Linked DNA regions of Mus musculus: regions 1, 2, 4, 5 and 6 are each linked to region 3. A link is a contact called in public Hi-C, HiChIP or PLAC-seq and promoter capture Hi-C data. All regions are on one chromosome and are shown on one strand. The core of a region is the stretch at or near the end of the contact, and the rest is flanking DNA. Distances in the headings are between cores, read along the strand shown. Region 1 overlaps BC052040 (cDNA sequence BC052040). Region 2 holds the start of BC052040 (cDNA sequence BC052040). Region 3 holds the start of Zfp770 (zinc finger protein 770). Region 4 overlaps BC052040 (cDNA sequence BC052040). Region 5 holds the start of 3110099E03Rik (RIKEN cDNA 3110099E03 gene). Region 6 overlaps BC052040 (cDNA sequence BC052040).

Evidence for each region. Promoter capture Hi-C pulls out the DNA fragments that hold promoters and counts their contacts. Hi-C and Micro-C count contacts between places; a contact is called where the count stands out from the background. HiChIP or PLAC-seq counts read pairs in DNA pulled down with a chosen protein or histone mark.
Region 1: a contact with region 3 is called in a promoter capture Hi-C map of hippocampal neurons, with 3 times the contacts expected there. The contact joins the enhancer-like site here to the promoter of Zfp770 in region 3. A contact is called at or near these places in 10 of 39 promoter capture datasets (the 3T3-L1 cell line, 3T3-L1-derived adipocytes, the C10 cell line and 6 more), 3 of 115 datasets of contacts at active chromatin or transcription factors (astrocytes, large pre-B cells and stem cell-derived neural progenitor cells) and 1 of 9 other capture datasets (adipose tissue).
Region 2: a contact with region 3 is called in a Hi-C map of B cells, with 12 read pairs. The contact joins the promoter of BC052040 here to the promoter of Zfp770 in region 3. A contact is called at or near these places in 9 of 39 promoter capture datasets (the HPC-7 cell line, cranial neural crest, embryonic stem cells and 5 more), 3 of 484 Hi-C or Micro-C datasets (B cells and CD4 T cells), 8 of 115 datasets of contacts at active chromatin or transcription factors (the 230-238 cell line, bone marrow-derived macrophages, embryonic stem cells and 4 more) and 3 of 9 other capture datasets (embryonic stem cells, liver and macrophages).
Region 4: a contact with region 3 is called in an H3K4me3 HiChIP or PLAC-seq map of embryonic stem cells, with 10 times the contacts expected there. The contact joins the enhancer-like site here to the promoter of Zfp770 in region 3. A contact is called at or near these places in 6 of 39 promoter capture datasets (embryonic stem cells, hippocampal neurons, liver and 1 more), 3 of 115 datasets of contacts at active chromatin or transcription factors (astrocytes, embryonic stem cells and large pre-B cells) and 2 of 9 other capture datasets (adipose tissue and embryonic stem cells).
Region 5: a contact with region 3 is called in a promoter capture Hi-C map of liver, with 9 times the contacts expected there. The contact joins the promoter of 3110099E03Rik here to the promoter of Zfp770 in region 3. A contact is called at or near these places in 7 of 39 promoter capture datasets (the 3T3-L1 cell line, embryonic stem cells, hippocampal neurons and 3 more) and 2 of 115 datasets of contacts at active chromatin or transcription factors (astrocytes and embryonic stem cells).
Region 6: a promoter capture Hi-C map of liver shows a contact between it and region 3, with 5 times the contacts expected there. The contact joins the enhancer-like site here to the promoter of Zfp770 in region 3. A contact is called at or near these places in 7 of 39 promoter capture datasets (the 3T3-L1 cell line, the HPC-7 cell line, cranial neural crest and 3 more) and 3 of 115 datasets of contacts at active chromatin or transcription factors (bone marrow-derived macrophages and embryonic stem cells).

Annotation. Positions count from the first base shown.
Region 1 is chr2:115,692,807-115,696,771 of GRCm38.p6, forward strand. All of the region lies in intron 10 of BC052040 (cDNA sequence BC052040), which reads left to right. Among named protein-coding and RNA genes, the nearest start is that of Mir1951, 56 kb to the left of the region's middle. Within about 2 kb of position 1,820, at least 6 of the 459 cell types and tissues checked have an H3K27ac peak or open chromatin away from gene starts, as enhancers often do. A contact at or near this core is called in hippocampal neurons, where this site is marked.
Region 2 is chr2:115,579,644-115,583,816 of GRCm38.p6, forward strand. BC052040 (cDNA sequence BC052040) reads left to right here and starts at 2,073. Exons shown (of 11, transcript NM_207264.4): 1 at 2,073-2,342. The coding sequence starts at 2,242.
Region 3 is chr2:114,199,790-114,203,630 of GRCm38.p6, forward strand. It overlaps Zfp770 (zinc finger protein 770), which reads right to left and starts at 1,643. Exons shown (of 2, transcript NM_175466.4): 1 at 1,548-1,643.
Region 4 is chr2:115,713,417-115,717,208 of GRCm38.p6, forward strand. All of the region lies in intron 10 of BC052040 (cDNA sequence BC052040), which reads left to right. Among named protein-coding and RNA genes, the nearest start is that of Gm52524, 62 kb to the right of the region's middle. Within about 2 kb of position 2,060, at least 6 of the 459 cell types and tissues checked have an H3K27ac peak or open chromatin away from gene starts, as enhancers often do. A contact at or near this core is called in embryonic stem cells, where this site is marked.
Region 5 is chr2:115,510,053-115,514,236 of GRCm38.p6, forward strand. 3110099E03Rik (RIKEN cDNA 3110099E03 gene) reads right to left here and starts at 2,149. Exons shown (of 3, transcript NR_030712.1): 1 at 2,087-2,149.
Region 6 is chr2:115,756,478-115,760,253 of GRCm38.p6, forward strand. The region is part of intron 10 of BC052040 (cDNA sequence BC052040); the gene reads left to right. Among named protein-coding and RNA genes, the nearest start is that of Gm52524, 19 kb to the right of the region's middle. Within about 2 kb of position 1,439, at least 16 of the 459 cell types and tissues checked have an H3K27ac peak or open chromatin away from gene starts, as enhancers often do. A contact at or near this core is called in liver, where this site is marked.

The DNA of each region.
Region 1 (3,965 bases), core at 570-3,069, 1.5 Mb after region 3:
TTCATCAGACAGTTTGAATCACCTTCTTTAACATAGCAACTCTTTAGCTAGCTTCAGCGTTCAACTTGGCTGACATCTCCTTAGAAAACCTTATTGCTTCCGCAAAGCCACTCCTGCTTGTGTTCTGCTGGTGATCCCACAGCAGTTATCAAGCATTATAATTGGTGTTTGCTTGTCACCTCCTTCGAGTTAATGCTACCTAGTTGTTTTATCTATCTTTAAATGCTCAGAAATTGGCAGAATGCCTGTCATACAGTAGGCAATCAGTGGGTAGTTATTCATTGCATGATTGTGCGATAGGTATACTCATACTTAAATGTGCAACTATAATTGAAATAAACTGTTAAGGATTATATAAGACATGGTGACATTAAACCATAATTGGTCCAGTTTTTTCTTCTTGAGAGTGTCATCCTCAGGATAGTAGGGAGTGTCTCAATTTCTAAAACCCTTTTATAGACTTTATAGATATATAAACTTTTACAGCCCTGTTTTAGAGAAATATTATAACTTTTTATATTATTATTAAATTGGGCAATGAAGAGTAACCACGTGGCAAATGCATTTTGTAAAGTTTCCCAGCTAAATATTTATGTTTGTTTGTTTTGTTTGTCTTATTTTGTTCTGTTGAAACAGGATCCTACTCAGTATCTAAAGCTGGCTTTGAGCTCATGGTAATCCCCCTGCCTCACCTTCTTGAATGCTGAAATTGTAGATGTGGTTTCTCCCACCCAGCTTTACATTGATGATGTCCTTCCCTATGCCAACGTTTCAGACTTCTTTGGTGTGAAAACTGAAATGGAATGCCTTGAAACCCTGTAGTAGAGACAGTTGGTGGTTCCTTAGAGATGCTAGAAAAAAGTCTGCTGTGCGTAAAGACTTGCAAGTTGAGGTTTGTGTGAAGATCCCCATGTTCTTTGCCCGTCCAGGCTATCTGTAGGAGTGTGGGTGTAGGTGCCCCACGACCCTGTCTTCTCCTTCTTCTCACTTCACCTGGAAAGGTGTCGACCATAACCCAATGTAGACAGCCAAGCCCCATGCAAATCTCCACAAACCCTTGCCCTCTGAGGTTGTACATTCCAGTGCTCGGCCATGGTAGGGGTATTTTGCTCCCTAAGGAGCACATTTTGATGTCCTTACAACAAAGAGCATGGCCTAGAGGTAGGGAGACAGAGGTCGGGTTCCTTTGACCTTGTAGAATCCTCATTGTGTGAACTGGATGCATCCAGAATAAGAACAGAGCCTCTTCTAAGCTCATGTGCCTGGCATGGATTCCTCTTCACTGGGTCTGAGGGACAGTCTCCATGGCAGCAAGGTGTACATCTTCCAAAGCCTTTGTGTGCTGGCAGTAAGGCTGTGGAGATGAACACCAGAGGAAATAGGACCTTAATCACACTGTTGTACTTGTACGGAGATTAAGAGCCAGGTTCCATCTGTCAGATTTTTGAATGGTTGGCTCCAGAGAGTCTACTCTCCTACAGGCAATGCTAAGCTAATACCTTCTGCCGCAGAAATTGATTTGAGTTCATTTCTTCCCTCTCAGGGCTTTTTAAAGATCAGTTATTTGTTCAATGGTCTAGTGATTACTTTCTCTGCTTGGTGATAACCTGAGAGGAGGCATTTCAAACAAGGCCGCCAGGCAGTGAGAGGTAAGGAAGGTATGTTTCAGAGGATGGCCCAAGTTTTTCCTGTATTAAGATACTTTCAGGAAGCCTGCAATTAGTCAAGTCACAGATTTCCAGTTATTTCAGTCTTGTTAAAGGCAAGGCTGATCACATCTGTCGTAAGTTGGAGTTTGTGCCTCCGCATTAGAAGCTCTCACAAACCTTCAATTACAGCAGCCTCAGAAAGCGCTGCTGCAGTACACTAACAAGCAGTCATCAGCAACAAGAGACAGATCGACTAATAATTAGCCAATGCGCTGGAGAGGACCTCTGTGAAGGTAAAATATAATAATTTGCCTTTCCATCTCTCATAGTGGAGTTGCTTGGGAGGTATTGACAGCCCATTGTTCGACAAATACTGGACACTGTTATTAGCTACAGCAACCTCAAAATATTTGATAAAGACAAGGAAAGTGTTTTCTGTGTACTTAGTACCTTCATGAGAATGTTTTCTCAGGGTCCCCAAACCATTTCATCTGCAGCTGGAATATAAATCACAAGGTTTTCCCCAGCAAGGAGTTTGCACAGTGTGCCATCATTTGTGATTTGCAATGATAACTTTAAAAGCAAAACTGAGCAAAAAAATAGAAATGTTGTCTTGAGCCTTTCAAGCAGGTTCTGCAATGAAGACATGGTTGTTGCAAGATTGAAAGGAGTTTAAACAAAGGATTAAAATGAAAGAAAACATGTCTGTTAGGAAATTCTTTACTTCCTTAGGTACGCACCTATGTGTCCGATCCCTATCTTTCAGCATGGTGAAGAGTGTTCTGAGGGAGATAGTGACCAGTTTCACAAATCAGGGAACAATGAAGTGTTGAAACACTAGCTTTTCCTGCTGACCCATGTGATGGAGTTCATCTGTGTCATGCAGGGTTCAGAAATGCTATGTTAAACCAAATCAACAAAGAAGGGATTGAGGGGCCATCAAAGAATGCAAACATTGTGATCCAACCATGCAGACAGGTAAGAGGAGGATAACAGCGTCTCAATAGAAAGGGACACCCACAGCAGTGTTAGCACCAATCACCCAACACCGTTCTGTGCACCCTTCTGTGGGACCTTTTCTGTAGCTAAGTCTAGTGGCACAGAGATCAGACTGAAGTGGGTGTAAGCTTCACTTTGTATTCTCAATCACATGGAAAGAAAACATTTTGTCCATATTGATAAATAATTTACTTTTGGAGAACTAATTTCACTTCTGTGATAGGGTCTGCACCCTAGAAAATTTATTTTATCTTGCAAACTTAGATAGTGTTGCTAGTGTGTACCTAGCATTGAAGTACTGACCTAGCTTTGACTCTGATTCTAATTTTAATTATGCATTTGTGTGTGGGTATGTGAAAGTGAATGTGGTGCCCACAGAAGCCAAAGGTGTCAGATGGGAACTGCTCAGCCTGGGTGCTGAGAACCGAACTTAGATCCTCTGCAAGAGCAGTGAGTATTCTTAACTATTGAGCCATTGCTCCAGTCCACCAAATGGAATCTTAACTAGGACACACTAGTTCCAAGCAGCGAATGTGTACAGGCAATGGGATATTCCACAGGAGTGCTACCCCTGTCCTTGAGTGATTGGCAAATGAGGCTTAGGGTCTTCCTATGAATTCTATACCTATGCCGTTTTGTTCCACCATGAAGCTTCACAGAAGGCTTGGGGAGAAGTACTGGATAGATCACTTCGTTAGCTTATGAGTAAACTAAGCTGAAGCTAAAAATCTTGCCAACACACAGGACATGAGGACTCATGTCTGTGTGGATGGACAAAATGAGCCAGGTATTCTTGTCTTGCTCAACAGCCTTGCACTATATTTAATATGAATCTGTAGAGTCAGTGTAAAAAACTATCATTGTACCCTTATATCCAGAATACAGTGACCTTATTGGGAGTTCAAATCAAGTAGTTGATTTATATATGATCCAGATGTTAATTTAAATGATAAATTTAAATTCAGGAGATAAATTGGCTAAAGGATATTTGTTAGGGAGTATATATTTTTAAACGTTTAATTAGAGTTTCTATTTTATCCTGAATTATAAATTGCTCCAAATAAAAACCTATTTTAATAAATAGGCTTTAAAGATTTAAGACAGCTTTTTTTTTCTCCAGGTGTATATAATTGACATAAAGCACATGTATTTGAAGCCTATAATTGGATAAGTTTAACATATATGTACACTCAGGAAAGTATCACATAGTAGATGCTGAACATGGCCAGTACCCTCTGGAGTTCACAGTCTTGTTTCCCCACTACCTAACCCTTTCAGAGACCCCTGGCCAGCCTGCCACTTCCTAATGGTCTGTTG
Region 2 (4,173 bases), core at 823-3,322, 1.4 Mb after region 3:
GGAGCGAAGCTGTGAAGGGGAGAGGGATTGGGAGCCAAGTGCTGTCTGCTTCTCGTCAGTCAGCTTTCCTGCACAAGTCACGGCAGGGTCAGCAACAAACTAACCAGGTGGCAACTCCAGGCTCCGCTGCCATAAATAACGGTTATGCGCTAATGTCACACAACCAGATCTAGATGTAAAGCATATGGGAAGGAAACTTTCTGAGGTAAAGATCTAGAAACTCGCAGCGCTTGCTCAATTCAGGGACCGCTGTTGGTCCTGAACTTTGGAAACTGTCAAGAAAATATAGTGAAAACTAGAGGGGGAAAAAGAGCCCCTTGTATGTGATTTTTTTTTTTTTAATTAGAGTATTTACTTTAAAAAAAAAAAAACAGAAAAATGGACCCTTTGGGTTTAGGAGAGTGACTAGGAGATGAAGTGATTACGCATTGTTGAGAGGCAGCAACACAGCGTACCAATTTTCACTTAAATCCCACTCTGGCTATTGACTTGTTCTCATGACCTCCGGGAAGTTCCTTGACCTTTTATGCCTTTGTTCACTCTGAACAAAGGAAGGACGGAGCAATAATGGGGATAGAACCTGCGCCAGGGGAAGTTACTGGGATTAAGGGAGTCCTTACAAGAATACCAACAAAACACTATCTAGTAAACATCCTACCTAGTTTACTTAAGGAACTTAGTCTTTATAACCTAAGTTACGTAAATAATGTCTGTTGAATGCTATGCTAAATAAATGTCTCTTGTACTATCTTATTGTTTTTATTGACAGATGGTCATTGGACATAGTGCTGATTTCACAAATATAAATTCTTTCATTTTTATGTCCACACACTCCCCCAGTCTTATTGCTTTCTCAGTATTTCTCTGCGTTCTTTCTTGTACATATGTGTATGTATGTAAATGTGTGTGTACTTGTGATCTATGTAAAACTGAAGAGCCACAAGGGAGAGGAAGCAAAAGATATTGGTTTGAGTCCTTTTTCCAGATGTAGTCATTATTTTAATCTTTAAAACTGTGTTTCTAAACCACATTTTGTTTATTCTTTCATCTGTTGACTGACAACTACGGTGACTCCATAACTTGGCTCTATACTACCTTATTTAGTCTTAAAACCTGCCTCATGAATTACAAATTTTTATAGGTAAAGTAATTGAGGCTTTGATGAACTAAAGAATTTACCAATGGGGTCTTATCTAGGCCAACCTTCCAACTTACACTTTACACCAAATGAAAGCAGTAAACCGTTTAAACGTGCTAAAACCTAAGCAGATTTTCTTCCTTTTGCTCAAAATGGGAGAGAACACATATCATACGCCCACCTTAGAAACAAAGGTTTCAAAAAACCAAACCAAACCAAACCAAATATATAGATGCTCTAATATATTAACTCAGAAGTTCGTATTTCTACACATTATTGGGCACTCACTATTGTGGGGGCCAGGAATTTACTTCTTTATGTATGCGAGAGTGGAATTGACATTCTACTGCCAGTTGTTTTAAGATGCAGAATTTAAGTTCTCAACAAAACCAGCATTGCTTTCCACCAGAGAATTTAATGCAGAATTTAAGTTCTCAACAAAACCAGCATTGCCTTCCACGGGAGAGGCTGAAGAACTTTCCCAGCACAGGCGAAACCGCTGGTTTGCAGAGATCCTGTTCGCTGCTTAGCTTCCGCTCACCTTGCTCCTTTGCAGGCCATCTGCTCAGAGCGGCAGAACTGGGCGTGTCGGAAAAAAACACATTCAAATCCCGCGCTCCACCAGAGCACTTCCGGGTTTCCAACTCCAGGCTGGAAAAGCATCCCTGTGACCCGAAACGGGCCGTCTGTGTTTCTCGCAGCTGGCAGAGTGTCTTCAATGAGCGTCTGGGTTCCGATCTCAGGGAGGTGTTGCTGGGGACACCTGCCCCTAAAGACGCAAAAAGAATTCGGTACGCAGCCGCCACTTCCTGGTTGCTTTGCCCTTACCCAAGATGGCGGCTAGTTGCCTTCGGCCCGGCTTACTGCGGCTGCTCAGTACACTCTGCTGGCGCAAATAGTTCTACAGCCCGCCTCTCCCGCGGAGGTGAAGCCTGGGACGCTGCGTGTCTCCGCCCCGCGGTGCAGCTAGGGGGGTGTGCTTTGGGGGCATAAGGGATAGCTAAATAAGTGGAGGGCCCAGGGTCGTACCGCGCTCTGCCCTTCCCTAGGTTCTAGGCACCAAGCCCGCACGAGCCCAAGGGTGATTTTTCCTTGGGCCCAATATGATACTAACCAAAGCCCAGTACGAGGAGATAGCCCAGTGCCTAGTGTCTGTACCGCCCACTAGGCAGAGCCTGAGGAAGCTGAAGCAGAGGTTCCCCAGGTAAGTCCCCATCTCCAATTCTCACAGCATTTTACCTGCACCCCAGTTCCCGCCACCCTGGCAGTCATAGAAGCCACGTGTCACACACAAATGGGAGGAACAGAGTTAGGTCGAAGATCATGAGAATGCTCTCTTCCCTCCACCTGCCTACCATACAAAACATTTAATGGCTGAGGCTCCTGAAGTCACTCCAGGCCTTGGGAGTTGAATCCAACTCAGCAGATCTTTACTTGATACATATTGCGGGTATGAGAGTGTACACATATTAAGTAGGTGCTTCATAGATGACCAGTGGTTAATCCACAGATACTAGCAGTAAATAATTGGTAATGGGATCTTTGCAACGTAAAAAAACGTGAATTGGCGGTTCATCGCACTGGGGTGCTGCCAACTTGACACAGACACCTAGAGATGGTAGATCTAGAGTGAACAGGACCCTTTCGGATTGCCACTGGTAGCAAGAGGGCCCAGGCCCAAAGGGGGCCTTGTCTTGTTGGCTGTGCAATGAAAAGATTCTTTATAGAGTTGAGAACATTAGGGGGTCACACTCTTGAGTCTGGTCATTTGGATCTCAAGGTCTGAAGGTTTCTCATTGTGTGCATACGTATTCCCCATGGGTTTCATACTTTTCACTTTGTTGTGGGATTTTAGGATTTTCCCACCTGCTAGGAAAGGTTTCTTAGAGATTATATAACATAGATTTTTTTCCATTTATAAGATGTAAAAACTGAGACCCACTCATTACTTGAATACCTGTTCAAAACAACTAGGTCATCATAATTAATATGTTAAATAATACAGAACATTTTGTATATTTTTTTATTCAAAACATATTATGACATTGAGCATAGTTACTCCTAATGGAGAGCTTTCCTATCAATAACACATAGCCTTTGACCATGCATCACCAGAGAGATTTCATTGAGAAAGACAAGTTATTGGATAGTAGGTATCAATACAAATTGAAGCATATCTTTCATGACCTCATATTTGGTAGACTAATTTTCCTAGACTCTAAAGAGAAAGGCTCTCCTTCCAATATTGTCCATACTTAAGGACTTTGTAGCTAGGGGATTTATCATAGTTCCTGTTCAAGAGCAGAGTTGACAAGTTGGAATTTAATTATTATCACTAGTTTTTTTTGCATCCTTTCTAAAATGAGTGGTGACTGACCATCCAGGGGGAAAAGGTATAAGATGTAGGTATATTATCACATGTATGTTATATAGTATATGGAATGTTTTATATGTGTATACATTGCTAGGGAGTTTTGGAGCTTTTTTGATACATTGCTATCATTATGGACACATATTACTATTTTCAAAAGAACATATGTATGTATTTGGATCCATATGTGTCAAGGTATGTGTGGAGGTCAGAAGAAAATTTGGAGTTGTTTCTTTCCTTCCATCAAATGGGTCTGGCAGTGGAACTCATGTAGTTAGGCTTTTTGGCAAGTGATTTGATCTACGAAACTATTTTACCAGCCCCACCATTAAAATATATATATATATATATATATATATATATATATATATGTGTGTGTGTGTGTGTGTGTGTGTGTGTGTGTGTGTTCGTATGTATAGTTATATGTATAGTTATATCCTAGAGTGTTTTCTAAAATTTAAATTAAAGCTGAGAAATTAAATAAAATACTACTAAATTTGTTTTGAATAATAGTAAGTATATTGCTTGTTGACATTTTATCTATAATAGTCATAATTCCAAAAATGGTTGAGATACGGCTGTATACTTTTGCAAATCTCTTTAAGATCTGCCTTAACTACAAGAAGCTGCATCTATTTTTATATTTAACTAGTTGTCATATATT
Region 3 (3,841 bases), core at 393-2,892:
GAAATATATTTAATTCCTGTCAGGCAATTCATTGAATTCCTGCTGAGCCACAACTGTCAAGATGGTCGTCAATCAGTACAATGAGCCAAGCTTAAATAATCAAACCTTCCTTCACTTGCTGCAACAGTGTTCTCTTAAACAGAAAGACACCAAGTGAGTGTTAATGGATATAGTGCACAAGAGGAAAATGTCTAACAAAGGGCTTTCCCTTTTTCCTATGGGCTGTGCCAGGAGAGGGCTGGTGAAGGGCTAAAGGGAGGAAAAAAACCTCTGTACTGCACTGACTCCATACTAAGTATGGAATGGGAAGGCAGCTTCTCCCCAGGAAGTTGGTGGGCAAAACCTTGTAACTGCCTAAGGTCAAACTATAGGGTTTGAGTGTGGGGAACTCAAGAACTTCTCCAATCTTTTTGTATACTTCTCCTTCCACTTACTGATTCTACAGACTACCACCCTCTCTCAAAAAAACAAAAAGTCTCGCACTAAAACAACACAAGGCAACTATATGATTATAAACAACAGGCACTGGCTACCTCTAGCTCCTGTACTCAAAAGGGTCTGCGGTCAAGTAGCTATCACTAGTATTAGGATTGGATACGCACTTACTGCGAACCCTACCTTGTCAGAATCATTTGTGGCAAGTGGTGATCTCACTTCCTATTTATAAGTAAAAGGTCAGGGATTTCCACACTCCAAGCACAATCCCCCCTGTGGACTTAGAGGTTTAAATCCCATTCACCTGATCTTTTTTCCCCCATTGGCTTTTTAAACTTTTTAAAAAATACACAAAAGCTAATTTTCACGTTAAAGTGAAACATGACAAACCAATGGATGTGCCTCAATGACTATCCAGACATTATAACATGATAGGAGCTCACACAACGTTAAGCCAAGTAACTATAAAAACTGACATCGATAAAATCCAATGTTGTTTCAAGGTTGAAAGTAGCACTGTCTTTGCAAATACCTCTTTAAAAGAAAATCACAAAATACAAAATAAATTACAAGAAAGAAATAAAACACCGTAGAGAAACTTAAGAGTTCCAACTGGAGAATTATCTATGGTAACATTTACAACAGTCTTCGCCTCTTTCTTTCTTTTTTTTTTTTTTTTCTTTTTCTCTCCATGGCCCACTCTCTTGGCCTTGAACCATCCATGCATCACCTTTCCCTAGACGGAAGCTATGTGTTTGGCCTCATCTGCTGTGCAAGTAAGGAGTCTGCAGGGGTCAAGCCGAGTTCAGGGACTGTGATATCCCATGCCTAGAAAAGAAGGGCAAGGGTGAAAGCTCCACTGACTGCAGCCAGAAGATGGGGTGCAGGGGAAGAGCTGAGTGAAAGATGGGAAATAAGTGATTCGACCCCAGGAGATGGGGCGCGGGGCTCAGCTCTTTTGAGTTTACCGCTCTGACGAAGCACATGCAAGGAGCCGAGGTCGTGGCACCCTGTTCGGATCCCCAGGAACCTCGGCGGGACTTGGGCAGGCCTGACCCTCCCCGGGATTCGTTCCATCTCGCACGCAGGCTTCTGGGGTCCTCCACACTCACCCGGAGCTGGCAAACGCCGGGCAGGGACGCATCTCAGAGCCTGGGTTTCGCCAAGACGGCAGGCAAGCTCACGTCCGCAGGGTCAGCGCGGCGACTGGCTGAGTGCGCAAGCGCGGCGTTCAGGCGCGCTCTGAATGTGGTCCGTCCGGAAACATCCTCTCACGATCTTTGGGCCCTTGCTTGCTTTTTATCCACCCAGTGCTGCAATTTCCAAGGAGAGAAAAAGGAAGACTCTAAATGGATGCATGCACTTTCTGCCCTACTGTTACCGACCCTTCATTGTGGAAGTCCCAGAAAGGACTGTAAAACGCCAGCTCTTATTGGAATCCATGATTAGAGTTCAAAGCCCATTCATAATTTTTTGTAAGCTCAGGGCTGTTGGTAAAACTCTCAGTATTAGGTACATTCTAGATCACGACTGTTCTCAGCATTTCATATTTCTGTAAATACGACCAAGAGGTGAAGGCATACAGAATCAGCTTCTCTCAGGGGCCCTATCCATTGTCCTGCCAGGGGCTGGTCTTGCTGATTTCACTAGTTCTATGTATTTTGGACATTTACAATATAGAAAACTCTTTGCCCAGCATTTTGGGTCTTCTTTGATGATTTATGTAAGATGTCTTTGGACAACATGCATGTAAAATACTCGACATTATACCAAATACAAAAGCTTTGTGAAATGATAGAACCCTTATTAGGGTCCAGGAATAGCCACACAAACGACTCAGACACCAATCTCAGTAAGGAATGGATGATTTATTGAATGCACACTCCAAATACAAATCTGTGATGGGAGCAAGCATCAGAACCAGTTTTTCTATGGAATAGGTGCATTTGCAGCATTTACAACATTTGCAACATATAGGCTATCTAGACAAAGCAGAGCTGACTGACCTTTAAGCTGATAGACTAGGTCTAGAGGCCAACAACTGAACAGGGGAAATTCTGTTCTTGATAAAGGAAATCAAGGCATTAATGATGCAGGACTCAAAGTTTATCATTAGAAAATATAAGCATCGGGGGCTGGGGGGGGGTGCTCAACCAAGGCTGTGATGAGTGAAGTTAACCCAGGGGACCAATTCAAAAGGGATTCATACCAGCTCTGTTTTCTTTCTTTCTCTGTTGTTCCCTATCAAGGATGTTACTTCTAATTTTTACCAGAGTGTCCCTGATTACCCCAGAGTGATTAACTTATAAACAACCTTGCTCTCCAAGGGCCATACATAAGCCCCCTTCTTTTAAGAACAATAAATTTAGAGCCCTTTGACTCTGTAGGACTACTTCAGCTAAGGAGTCTTCTTGAATTTGTAGGAAGAAGGTGGCTGAGTGAAGCTGGGCTAAGTCTTTATCAACTTGTACTCTCAGGTATTTTTACAATGCTGGCATCCCGGGACTAGAGCTGTCCTATCATGTGCAGGAGAGCCTGCTATCCCCAGTCTTACTAGTGTGGGTATCAGAATAGGGGCACTACCTAGTTGTTGCAGGAGACCTTTGTGACTGCATCCTGCAGTATCTTCATAATAGGAAATCTGGGGTAGAATATGTAGCATTATGCACAATTCAGGTTTTTGCTCAATGGCAAAATGGCTAACAGAGAGAAAGGAGTAAGTCCTGGAGTACAGGCAACCCAAAACCCTCTGGGTGAAGCCAGGAGATTGTTCTCTTTTAGCCTGATGCTATTAAAGACCTTTATCAAATGCACACACATCAGGATCATGACATACTTGAGATTAAGATCAAGTAGGTAGGGATATCTTTTTGACCTAAAATAAATTCCAGTTCCCCTTATATACCCTAAGGTGAGGGGAGTATCTCAGGGGCATGATATGCTATTGTTGAGGGAAACCAGCTTGATGGTCTGGCATCTGTTGTTGCTATGCCTATACAGTAGGGAGCTTAGGGTTTTGGGCAGACCCAACAGTCCTCTCTCATATCGGGCTGGGGACTGTTTAGGAACTTAAAGGTAGCCAAAACAGTGTCTATGAACAGGAATCTGAGTGTTGAATGGAGTCCTAGGTATCCTACAGAAGGGGTCTTGGAAGTAAAATTTGTGGTCCCTGATACAGGGGGTACAGAGGAAAACTGGCTGGGAAGGGGAGCCTCAGGGATTTTCACCAAAGGTCCTATGGATTTAAAAAGAGATGCTTTGCCTTACCTTTGAATGGTGAACATGGTTCCTAGATCTTGGCGTGTCAGGTATGTTCTAAGTCCCCAGTAGGCATAAGGGGGAAGCAAGTCTCGTCTCTTCAAGGTGATGGTGACCAGGTTGCAAGTGCAGGCTATCTTACAACTAA
Region 4 (3,792 bases), core at 810-3,309, 1.5 Mb after region 3:
CCATAAAAGAAGCATGCTGGGGAACATCTTAGCTGTGACTGGCAGGATTCACAGCTTTGAAGTTCACTGCACAAATATTCCAAATGTTAGAAGTTAAAGCAAAGGGGGAAACAGTGTCTTGGTTCCAACTGCAAGTAAGTATGTGCCTTTTTATTTCAATTTTGATTGTTAAATGTATCATATCCAATAACATGGAAATTTTTATTTTCTAACCCCATATCATGTTGTCTTACTCTTCTCTATTCCACTTGAATCCCATCTAAAATGTTATAATTACTACAAAGAACAGTATGTAACAAAAAATTGAAATTTTGTATTCTATGTGAAATGAGCTTGCTTGGATAAGAGCATCAGTGACTACTGTGGTCTCAAAAAATGCTTCCCAAAGAAAGGTGGGCAGTCAAATAATTAAGGGAAATATTGTCCACTGCAGTAGAGTACTAAGGACCTGAGAAGTCTGTATAAATGAAGCATGTTTATCTCTATTCAGCCTGACAGTTCTCAACCTTCTCTTTCATAACACCTGTTGAGGACTCATGAGTAGAATACTGACAGGAAAGAAAAAATAATCAGTGGTGGGTGGGCCATGGATGAGGGAAGGGTAGGCTGGGTTAAGCTGTCTGCAAGGAGCTGACTCATCTATTTGGTCATCTTAACTTGCTATCTTAACTCTCATAACTAAAGAGCTTGGATAGGCTGCAGCTGTGGGTCAGTGCTATAGGGCTCACCTCACTTGTTCAAGGTCTTGGGGTTTGGGCTCAAACATTAAGTCAGGTGGACAAGGAGCATAATACATTCCCTTTGATCACAGAATTCCAAATGGGGTACATGCAGGAGCTAGGCAGGTGACATAAAGGAGTGCTCTGTATTGACCCTGAAAGCAAGGAATACTTCTGCATGAGCAGCACCTTGTCAGTTCAAGGATTCGGACCTGGAAGTAAGACAGTCCCAGAATGACCAAACCTTTTAAATCTGTAGTATTAAGAATTTTATTTCTCTGTATCTCAAATTAATCCTCTAGTAGGCTGAGCCAGCCAGGAGGAATAAGCCCATAAGCAGCACTCCTCTGTGCCTCTGCATCGGCTCCTGCATCCAAGTTCCTGCCCTGTTTGAGTCCCTGTTCTAACTTCCTTCAGGAATGGACTATCAGTATGAACCTATAAGCCAAATAAACCCTTTCCTCCCAAGTTGCTTTGGCCTCAGTTTTTCATCACAGCAATAGAAATCCTAACTAAGACCACTAAGGAATATTCTGAAAACATAGTAAAGAGAGCTGGGAACAGCTTTCTGTCATACTGTGGCACAGCAAGTTTGAGGAAGTATCTGAGTTGAATTTCAGTCATTTCATTCTACTGAATTGAGTTGGATCCCTTTATACTTCTTATTCAGTCTCTTTAACTTTGAAAGTTTAGAATGGAGGCTAATGGCCTTAAGTATATGGCCACCATATATATTGCTTAGTCATAAGCAACTTGATATTTTGGCTGTAGGACATACCTATAGGGTGAAGATTTTCTAAGACATGCACACTGTCCTGAACGCAGCCATGTCTAGCGTCCTACATCCCAGAGAGCTAAGCACTGTTCATACTTTTACATATATTCTTTAGTCATCAAGTAGAAAGGGTAAATACATGATTGCATTCTATCTGTATTCTTCAGAGTCTGACCACATCATAATCCACAAATCTCTCAGATTAGCCAATATGTATACAATTGAAACACCAGAGTTTTCTAATGGATTGTAGTAAAATAAATGGGGAAAGATTGCTATTTCTCAAGCATGTGTAAAAGCAGAGTGATTCACTTTCACAACTAAAATATTTATAAATGCTTAATACTTAAGTATTTGGTTTATTATCATCTTGTAGCTAAGGCACTATAAATGATAAGTAAATTTATCCTTGCTCTCCATTAAACACCCAGTTGGTGATAAATTCTGAATTGTAGAAAACAGGATGCTGGCTAGGTGAGCTCTTTGTGTCTTTTAAATTTGCTTAAGAATTTACTCAACCTCCATAAACGTTACAATCTGAGGAATCTAGTTCTGGGTCCTTTGTTGTGTTAAGCAACCATCCCCTTCTTAGAATTGCTGGCCCCACTGCAAATTGCTCCAGAGGACAGGTCTGTGAAGCCTTCAGAAGGACTGTTCTGAAACAAGTTGTGGGCCTACAACAGTTATAAATGGTGGAGCTGGAAGGCTGGCTCTGGCGTTAAGAAGCTTCCTGCCTTCTCTGAGAACGAGAGTACAGTACTCACACGGAGCTGCTCACAACCACCTGTAACTCCTGCTTGCTCTAGGGGATCCCCTGCCTCTGGCCTCTGCAAGCATCAACACCCATGTGCATACACACAGATACATGCATCCATATGCATAAATTAAAAGATCTTCAAAAAACTCTAAGAATTACAAAGGCATTGTTTTTACATGTTCGTGGTTAGTGTGTATGAACTATAAAATTAACTGGTTAACTTTTTTTTAAGTATGCTGCTCACTACAAATTTTTGAATCAAAGAAATATGCACAAATATCCTATACATACTTTTAGCTGATTTGAACTTCTGAGTTCTATCTTTTGCCCCCTGATGTGTGTATGGTGTGCATGTTTGTATGTGGGTGCTCATCCAAGAGGTTCCTGCTGGGAATTGGGCTCACTTGCTTTTCCCAGTTTATGCACTGATGCAGGGTTTCTCACTTGCACACAGAGCATCAATATGGCCTGTCCCATGAGCTAGCTTGCTCTGGGGATGCCCTGTCTCCACCTCCCCAAGCTAGAACCACTAGGCTCACCTGGCATTTACATAGGCCTTTGGGATCCAACATACTGTTATTCAATATAAAAAGGAGAAGAGAAAAAGAGTTGAGGGAAGATGGGAAAAAGAAGCACTGGAACTAAGGGCATAGCTAGTCCTTTTCAGCTCTGCTACCTCTGGGCTCAACAGTGGTGCATGATTGTAGGAGCAATAGGGTTAGAGCACTGACTACTGTTTGGGTCACGCTCCCTGTTTGGTACTTAAGCTAGCGTGCAGAGGCTTCTGCCATCTGGACTACTGAGTTCTTTTCATCTATGTCAGATAGAAACAGACCAACCCAAAAGTGCCTGTCACCTGCTCAGTGAATATGAATACATTTGCACACACACACATCCATATCCGTGTGTGTCTGGAAAGTCCTGAAAGGAGAAGCAAAGCAGTGTTCTCAGGAGCTTTTGATGAAATCTATCTATGGAATGGGAACATTTTCTTACTTCCCAACTCTTGTTATTAAGCATTTAGGGTTTTTATTTGTGTGTGTGTGTGTGTCTGTGTCTGTGTGTGTGTGTTTTGTAATAAAAACACATTTAGCTTAAGCAAGTGCAGTATTTGGAAAGTGTTTATTATGTGTCTAGACAAAAGTTAAGAGCACCCAAGATATCTAACTGTGCAATTGGTATATGGAGGCGGTGGCATGGGATTTTGGCAGAACACACGTGGAGATCAGAGAACACTTCTTTCCTTCCACCTTTGAGAATCAAACTCAAGTGCCCTGGCTTGGACAGCCAGCACCTTTACTCACTCAGCTGTCTCACTGCCCTGGTACAGTTATATTTAAAGCTTTTATGTGCGGCTACCAGAGTTGTACAGTAAAGAGCAGCCATTATGTTGGTTTGGCTGTCCTAAGTTTTCATTTACTCCAGATTGTTTTGTTAGGATCTTTCCCAAAAGTTGTGTGTTCTGCCATTCATTCATAAAGGTCACTATCTTTACTTTCTTAAAAAGGTGTACAAGTTCTACCATTAAAATAAAGCAGGGA
Region 5 (4,184 bases), core at 899-3,398, 1.3 Mb after region 3:
TAAAGGAGGTGGTTTTTTTGGTTTGTTTGTTTGTTTGTTTTAATGAGAACTGAGTTGTATATGCATTTCAACCTGCAGAATCTCTCCAGGATTAATTCTTATTAACCACAAGAGGGTGGGGAAAAAAATCAATGACTGAAGAAATACCCGTTGTCTCTGACTTGAGTAGTAAAGAAAGAGCAGAAGAAGGAGTCAGGATGACGTAAAGTTTGCTTTGAAAGTGAGGTATTTTTGCAGATGGGGAGGAATTCTGTGATTTGAATTCAGAGACCCTTTTCCCAGGTTACCCAGGCGGGGCATACCCACACTAAGTCAGTGGAAGAATGACCCTGTTACAGCAGCATCAATCTCTAAGGTCAGGTTTCATCGTGAGATGTTATTATAATCCCGCTTCCCTGGTCGTGATTTTCACAAATCCTTGTTGAGCGCTCAATCTTTTTAACACCCTAAAGAGGTGGCGTATGCTAATTTTTTTAAGATGAAACCTCCTCTTTTCTTCATAACAATTATTTATAGCCGAAACCCCCTAATGGTATATATAGTTTTTTAAAATAATGCAATCGTTCCATTCTTGATTAATTTGACACCTATTCATTTAGGCTATTTTTCAAAGTGTTGCGACTAAACCCCGGCCCTGGCTAATGATCATATTCCGTTTCAATAATGGAGTAGGAAGAAAAGCCATATTTCCATGCTTTGTTCTTTTATTCACATAAATAACTACCATTTGGAGAATGCTTTATGGGCAAAAATATACAACACATAAAGCAATGTTTTAAAATTTGAACTAAATCCACCAGAACTGGAAAGATCACCAAAATTAAAAAAAAACGTTGTTAATCATTTTGATTTTTTTTCAAAATATATTTATGAAACAAAACAAGAATATCCTAAAAGAACATTTTAGTTGCTATAGGCATGCATTTTCAATTATAATACCCTTGATTCCTCCCATCCCCAGTAAGAAAACAGACTGCCTCACAACTGCTTTTCCTAGCAGTTTAATTTTGAAAAATCTCTCATCTGTCCCTGCTTGCAATAGATTGGCCTTATGGCTAGGTTTCTCTCATTTTTTTTCTTTCATATTTTTCAGTTAAAGTTACAAGGAGCAAAATCATCTATTTTCAGAGGATTTTGCATGTTTGCTCATCTAAATATTATTTTTAAATGCAGAGCAGCTTATTTCTCTTACATCAACATATTAAGTGTTAGCTACAGCAACTTGTAGCAACACACACAACCCACTGTAAAGCAGACTGGAGCTAAGGGGGGGGGGATTCCTTCAGAGGTCGTATTTTCACTCTGCCTAACTAAACTATAAATTGAGATTACGACAATAAATTATTTTTATGATCTGGGAAGGAAAAGGTATGGGTTGAGTTTTCAAAGATATTTGGGTTTAATTCATATGTTAAATAGGCCAAGGATAACCAAACGTTAGAAGAAATTCAACCTGGACCTATGCTAAATAGAACCTCAAATTAGGCACTCACCACCAAATTAATTAGTAATTGATAAATTCAGTAGAAATATATCATTTCTTCATACTGCAAAGCCAAATAGTATGATTGAAAACTTAAAATACAAAAAAAAAAAAAAATTTAAACAAACAATCCTGACAATCTTTTAATCAAAGCTATTGTTTACAGCGTGGCTTTAAGGTCCTCGTAGTAACATGTTTAACTCGTTAAAAACACTCATTCAGCTATAAAACTACTTTCTTAGGTCATTTGATTCCTCTATAGCAAGCTGAAACCTCCCCCAAATGCCTCCATTGACATTTTTCCAGCAGTTACAATGGCTCTTAGTCCAAATGTCATTTTCTCGTTTCATCTTCAGTTCTCAAAGAGCAATCTGTGAAGCCATAATTTTACACGAATCCCTTTTCAGGTTTAAATGCAGTACACTAACTTTTAATCAGATCCCCGAGGTGTGGCAAATAAAGAGGCCGCTTGTGGAAAAGTCTGTTTTCCTAAGAGTTTAATCGGATACTTCCACACCACAACATTCTGTAGACATGGTTTTCGCTTTGAAAACATAATCTTATCAGAGGGTAGTTGGTGTAAAATCCTGTCTGTTTTCTTACCTTTGAATGTGAGCTCTATTTATACGGTTCCATAAATGATGTCTACAGCTAAGGCATTTCCTTATTGTAGAGTCTTACTGAGCACAGTTAATATAAAAACACGTAACACTTAGCAGGATGTCAATGTAGTTCCCCGGACAGTCTAACCTTATGAAAGCGTCCCCTTCCCATTGGAGGAAAAGACATGACAGCTGCATCTGAACTTGTCTTTCTGGTATTTTCCTCTGGCTGATTTTTTTTTCCCACAATACACAAAGGAGATGGAGTCTTCATTTGTAACCTCCGGTGAAGGTAGGACAGCCCATGAAGGAAATAGACACCCACCTCTCTCTCTGGATGGAAAAGCTAAAGAAACTTGGTGTCCAAAATGCAAGCACTTAATTCTCCTGACTATATTTTAAAATGCAACTGTAGCTTTTCCATAAATCTGTGTGGTGAAATATTTCATAACATTGCATAAGCTCTTCCATGTTTTTTTTTCCTTCCATGCAAGAATGGTTTGCAGAAAGTCCCAATGTTTCACTTTTTCAGCAAGTTACTTATACTTGGAAGTGACTTTACAATTTGTGGGAAAACAATAGGTACTTAGACATAGCCTACTTACCTGTTGCTCTCTGAAAATTCCCAACCGTGAGAGTGTGATTTTACTTCTGTTTTTAGGACATACCACCAACGAGTAGGGCAGGAGAGGCGGTCATAAACAGACCCTCTGGATCTGCGATTGGGCTCAGAGTTTTCTTGACAAATGGAAACAAACTTTCGAGTCCAAAAGAACATTCTGAAACACACCTCAACTTTGGTTTTTTTGGGGGGTAACGGCCCCGTGGAGACTGTCTTTATGAAGGGTCTTAATGAGTGTTCTGCCTGTATTTTTCTACTAGGGATGTCAAATAAGGTTCAAAAGCGAATGTAAACTGTAATGCAGTGACGCGCACTAAAAATAGCCCTATAAATCTGCTCATTTTGTTTAGATAGTCTCCAGAGTTGTAAAAAGTACGACTGCTCAGTTTTAGTATTGTTTTGGAAGAACTAATTCTGCAGAGAACAGACCACTGGCTATTCTCGATTACTTTGCAGAAGGTTTATTAAGGCTGTCTGTAGCCTTAATTTTTCTTTAAAGGAAACTTTATCCTCTATTTTTTCCCTAACTCTAATGGAATCTTCAATGGAAAAAAAAAAAAGAAAGAAAAGAAAAAATAAAATCCATTTATTCATTAGAATTAAGATTTCTCAGAGTAATTTTATCTAAAATGGAAATTAAATTAATTAAAATTCCAAATGGCATTCTCACCTCCAGGAATCAGTCAAAAATATGTTGCTTCCTAAGGTCCCAGTAATAGTCACAGTATTTACACCTAACTTACCATGAGGTTTTAAAAATAACTCCAGGAGAACATTTTTAGGACATTTACAATCTGAATTAGACAACAACAACAACAATAACAAGAAAAAATGAACAAAAAATCAGGCATTTCTCTGTGAAAAATAGCTACTGTAAATTAGGATGTTTGATGAAGGATGTATTTTTAGAAAACCCTGTAATTTGAATTTGAGAGATGGGTCAGGCTGCAGAGGAGAAGCAGGAGCCCTACAAAGGCTTAGGAAGGGGTTTTGTCTTTTCTCTTGAGAAGAAGTGCAGGAGGCACAAGCCCTTCCTTCCCCCTGTCTCATGATAGGCACAGGATTCCAGAGATTGGTCGGGTGACTTTGCACTTAGGCCAAGATTGATTGCAATCCGGGGCTTTGTTTTGTAATGCCTTATCCCAGCGGAGGCATGCATAAACACACGAAATGACTAAACTGGGCAGCCATCTGACCTTTCAGAAAAGAGGCAGTCTTAAAAACTGCATCAACTTTTCTTTGAAGAAACAAGCTTCATGTCATTGAAGGGAGCCTTGCAGCTTAGCTCCTTCGCTGCCACGCAGCCAGACTACACTGGAATTACCAAGAAATAGGAGGACCTAGGCTTTGCGCCTTCTTCTCCCCTCCCCCGCTCCCAACCCTCTTCCCCCTGAGTTCAGAAAGAAAATAGTGTTACTAGTCAAGTGATCATTGTCAAAACCATGGCAAGTGCCAAACAAGGCAGAGCCAAGCGATC
Region 6 (3,776 bases), core at 189-2,688, 1.6 Mb after region 3:
CATGAGCTTGGTGCTAGTGGAAGCCAGGGGAGGACACCTGATCCCCTGGAGCTGGAGTTAACAACTATTTGTGAATGCCTCAAAGTCAGTACTGGAAACCAAACATAAGCCCACTGCGCTCTAACCACTGAGCCATCTATCTCTACAGCCCCATAAACTACATCCATTTTTATTGTTGAATTAATAATATCAACCCTAAAAATATTAACCCTATCAAATTAAGTGCAGTTTAATAAAGGAAAACAAGCCCCTGTGTTAACCAATTCTCACACTATAAGGAAGTTTACATATCATCATACCATTACTATGAAAGGCTTTTCTGTACACACAGTGATCTTCCTCTTCTTGCAGATACCACTTCTGTCCTCGCTGAAATGTCAAGGTCCCAGAGTGGCAGCGGCCACCTAAAGACATTAGAATTGAGAGGCTACAAAATTGGCACAGGGATGGTTGGTACCTGCCCAAGGCGGATCCATTCTAGAGCCAGTATGTAATCGTCAGTGACATGAAAGAACTGTCCTCCCAAATGGCACCTGTTAGCCTGCTTCAGTCAAACTAATGCTTGGTCCATAAATAAGCCTAAAAGGCATTATGAATGTGTCGGGAGCACTGGGTGATTGATCTGTGCAGCGTCTATCATGAAAATAGACCAAAGGCACCAAGATTGCTTCCCTGTGGAAATCATGGTGGTAAATTGCCCTTCGTGTCCCTGTTCCAGGCCTTGCTGATCAAATTGTGGATGTAACAACTTCACAGACTGAACTTTCAGTCTCTTGAGATCTTCGGTGTCTTTCCTCAGAGTGGAAATACAACTGTGCCTTGCTCTGCCGTGGGGCCTCATGAATGGGCTCCCACAGGGATGGCTCTGCTGTCAGCCTTTCCCAACCCTGACTTCTAAGGCTTGCCACTGTTCAAAAGTCCAGCTGGAAATGCTTTTGTGTTAGCTTGAAAGGGAAGATAGGAGTGCCAGTGTTGGGACATAACCTGCCATTAAGGTTGAGGTGACAGATTTAAGCTAACGGAAAAATCTTAGACCTATTTTCCTGTGAAGGTTTGCTAGCAAAGTCCTTGGGCAGTTTTTAACCCACCTAGCCTCCCCTGTGTGTGTCACAAGGTTCAAAACCCAGCTAGACTGCGTACACCAGGTAGGCAGAGGTACCCCGTGTTACTTTCCTGTCTCTCCTTCTCTGTCCAACAATATTTAGCCGTGTACCAACAAGTCACAGGTACTGAAGGCAACCGAGCAGGGTAGAGGAAGTTTCTCTGCCTTCAGTATTAAATTTTATGCTATTAAGTTTCACAAGTTGGACAAAGACTTCATCTGCGCCAACAACCACACAAAAAGCAAAGGTCTTTTGTGAGCACAAGACACTCACGGGTTCCTTCTGATATCACCCTGCATTGGCCTCAGCCCAGACTGTTAGTTCAAACCCTAAAAATAAACACCTATTAATCAGCTAAAGGCAACATGGGTGGATCAGTCCTCCGACTGAAGGCCCACATCCACCCTCGGCCAGTGGCTCATCTGGTCACCTAGAATGAAGCAGGAGGCGGCCACAAATGTCTCTGGGAGAAAAAAAAAAAAAGAGGGTCTTAAGCTTAATGAAATGTTTAAAGTAGCCCTGCAACTCCTCTCCACGATGACTGTGGCTTTTCTCTTGGTGAAATCAAAGCCCCTGCTGCTTCCTGGGCTCCATCCCGGAGCCAGCTGGTGAGGGGAAAGCTGCAGTTCCCCTCAGAGTCCAGGGCCGGCTCTGCCTTACCTGACTTTTAATCAAAAACCAATCAGAAGGGAACTCACGCCTGGAAGTCCTTATCATCATAAAATTCAGCTAATGACTCCTTGTGAAGTTCAATAAAGTTGCCGTGTACTTCACTAAAGGAAACTGTTCCCTGGTCACCTTGTGCCCACTGACTTCTCAAAGAATACAAATCAGAGGAACCCCGTGGAGCCGTGGGGGAAGTGTTTATATAGACATGGCTTTGTCTCAACCACTCAGGAAAGGTGAGCTTGCAAGTCGAGTTTGCAGAATTTTTTTCTTTTCTTTTCTTTTTTCTTTTTCTTTTTCTTTTTTTTCTTGAATGGCAATCCCTTTTTTTTCTGTATGTGGTGGGAGGGAGGAGGGGACCGTTTGTTTTAGTGTACACATTTCTTTAATGTGTTTACCCCCAAATAAGTGAGCTGCAGTAGATACTTTGGCCCCACACAAAGTAAATATTTAACTCAGGGATTGCACACAGAAACAAGCCTGGAGTGTTTGGGTTTAAGCAGGAGGATTGCCCTTGGGCAGAACGGGCTGCCAATGTGCCTCTTATAGTTGATGCTCTCCTTGGCCCTCAGAGCAGCTTCCTCTGAGGTGTCAGTCCTTCACCCTCATCAACCCTGCTCGCTCACACCCCGCCCGACCCATGTTTTCTGAATGATCACTGTCTTGCTCTCGTGTGAATCTTCTTGATCCATCCACATCTGTATCTCTACACATCTGCAGTCTCTTCCCTTTCTTATTTCTCCTCACCTTAGACTTCAAGACTGTCCCTGAAAACCACCACCCCTCTGCTCAGAGCCCTCTCTGGCCTTCCCAGATAGAGTCTCTGCAAGCCATAGCACAGCTGTCTTAAATCTGTCTCCTTCTTTTGGTTTTTTGTTTTTTGTTTGTTTGGTTGGTTGGTTGTTTGGTTGGTTGGTTGGTTGGTTGGTTGGTTGGTTGGTTGGTTGGTTGGTTGGTTTTTCGAGACAGGGTTTCTCTGTGTAGCCCTGGCTGTCCTGGAACTCACTCTGTAGACCAGGCTGGCCTCAAACTCAGAAATCCACCTACCTCTGCCTCCCAAGTGCTGGAATTAAGGGCACCACCAAGTTGAACCTGCCCATACTGCTGGGAGCCCCTGAGAAGTCAGGGTCTCTCCTAATGTCTTGTTTCTATCTGGCAGGTTTTTAGGAAGGCAGAAGATCTCGCTCTCCCTATTTACAGATGCAAAGGGATCTAACTGCCCACCACAGGTGGGAGGTGGAATTGGTTCAGCTAGGCATACCAATCCCTTCTGTGAAATCCCATCTGCTTTCTGTTTGGTTTTGAGCATTTCACCTCTGACAGCCTCGGTTTCCCCAGCTGTCACATAAGAAGAGTGCATTGTCTGAGAATAGTCATATCACTGTACAGTTTGTAGAATACAGTGAGAGCTCTGAAGCACTGTGCCATCAGCCACTGAGGAGTGGAGCCAAGTCTCTAACCTCATCCTGTCCAAGCAGGTTCTATACTCACTGTGGGTCCTGTGACACTTACTGTAAAATTATGAGGTGGAGTTCTGGCTCCATATTTCTTTCCTACAATTGTCTGACAGAACAACTTCATTAACCTCGAGGAAACAAAGCATCTTTAGAAGTCACTCCTGGCCACCAGGCCTCCTAAGACCTCACTGTGTGTCACTTGCACACACACACGCACACAATCCACACCAAAAGCCAGCTTCAATGTCCCAAAAGGTTTCTGTGTTCTGTCAGGACAGGACTAACCCCAAACTTCAACTCTAACTGTTCCTCCAGTTATCTGGGGATTTTTGTTGTTATTTTTACTTTGCTCTCTAGAAACTTTAAATAATACTTTTTAAATGTTTTCTTAAGCTAGAGAGATAGCTCAGTCAGGAGAGTCCCTAATCTGCAAGCCGGAGAACCTGAGTTCAGATCCACTGCCCACACAGAGCCCTGATGCAGCTGTTCATGTCTGTACTTAAAGCACTGGGTATTAGAAAGGCAAATCTCTGAAACTCCTCAGCCAGCC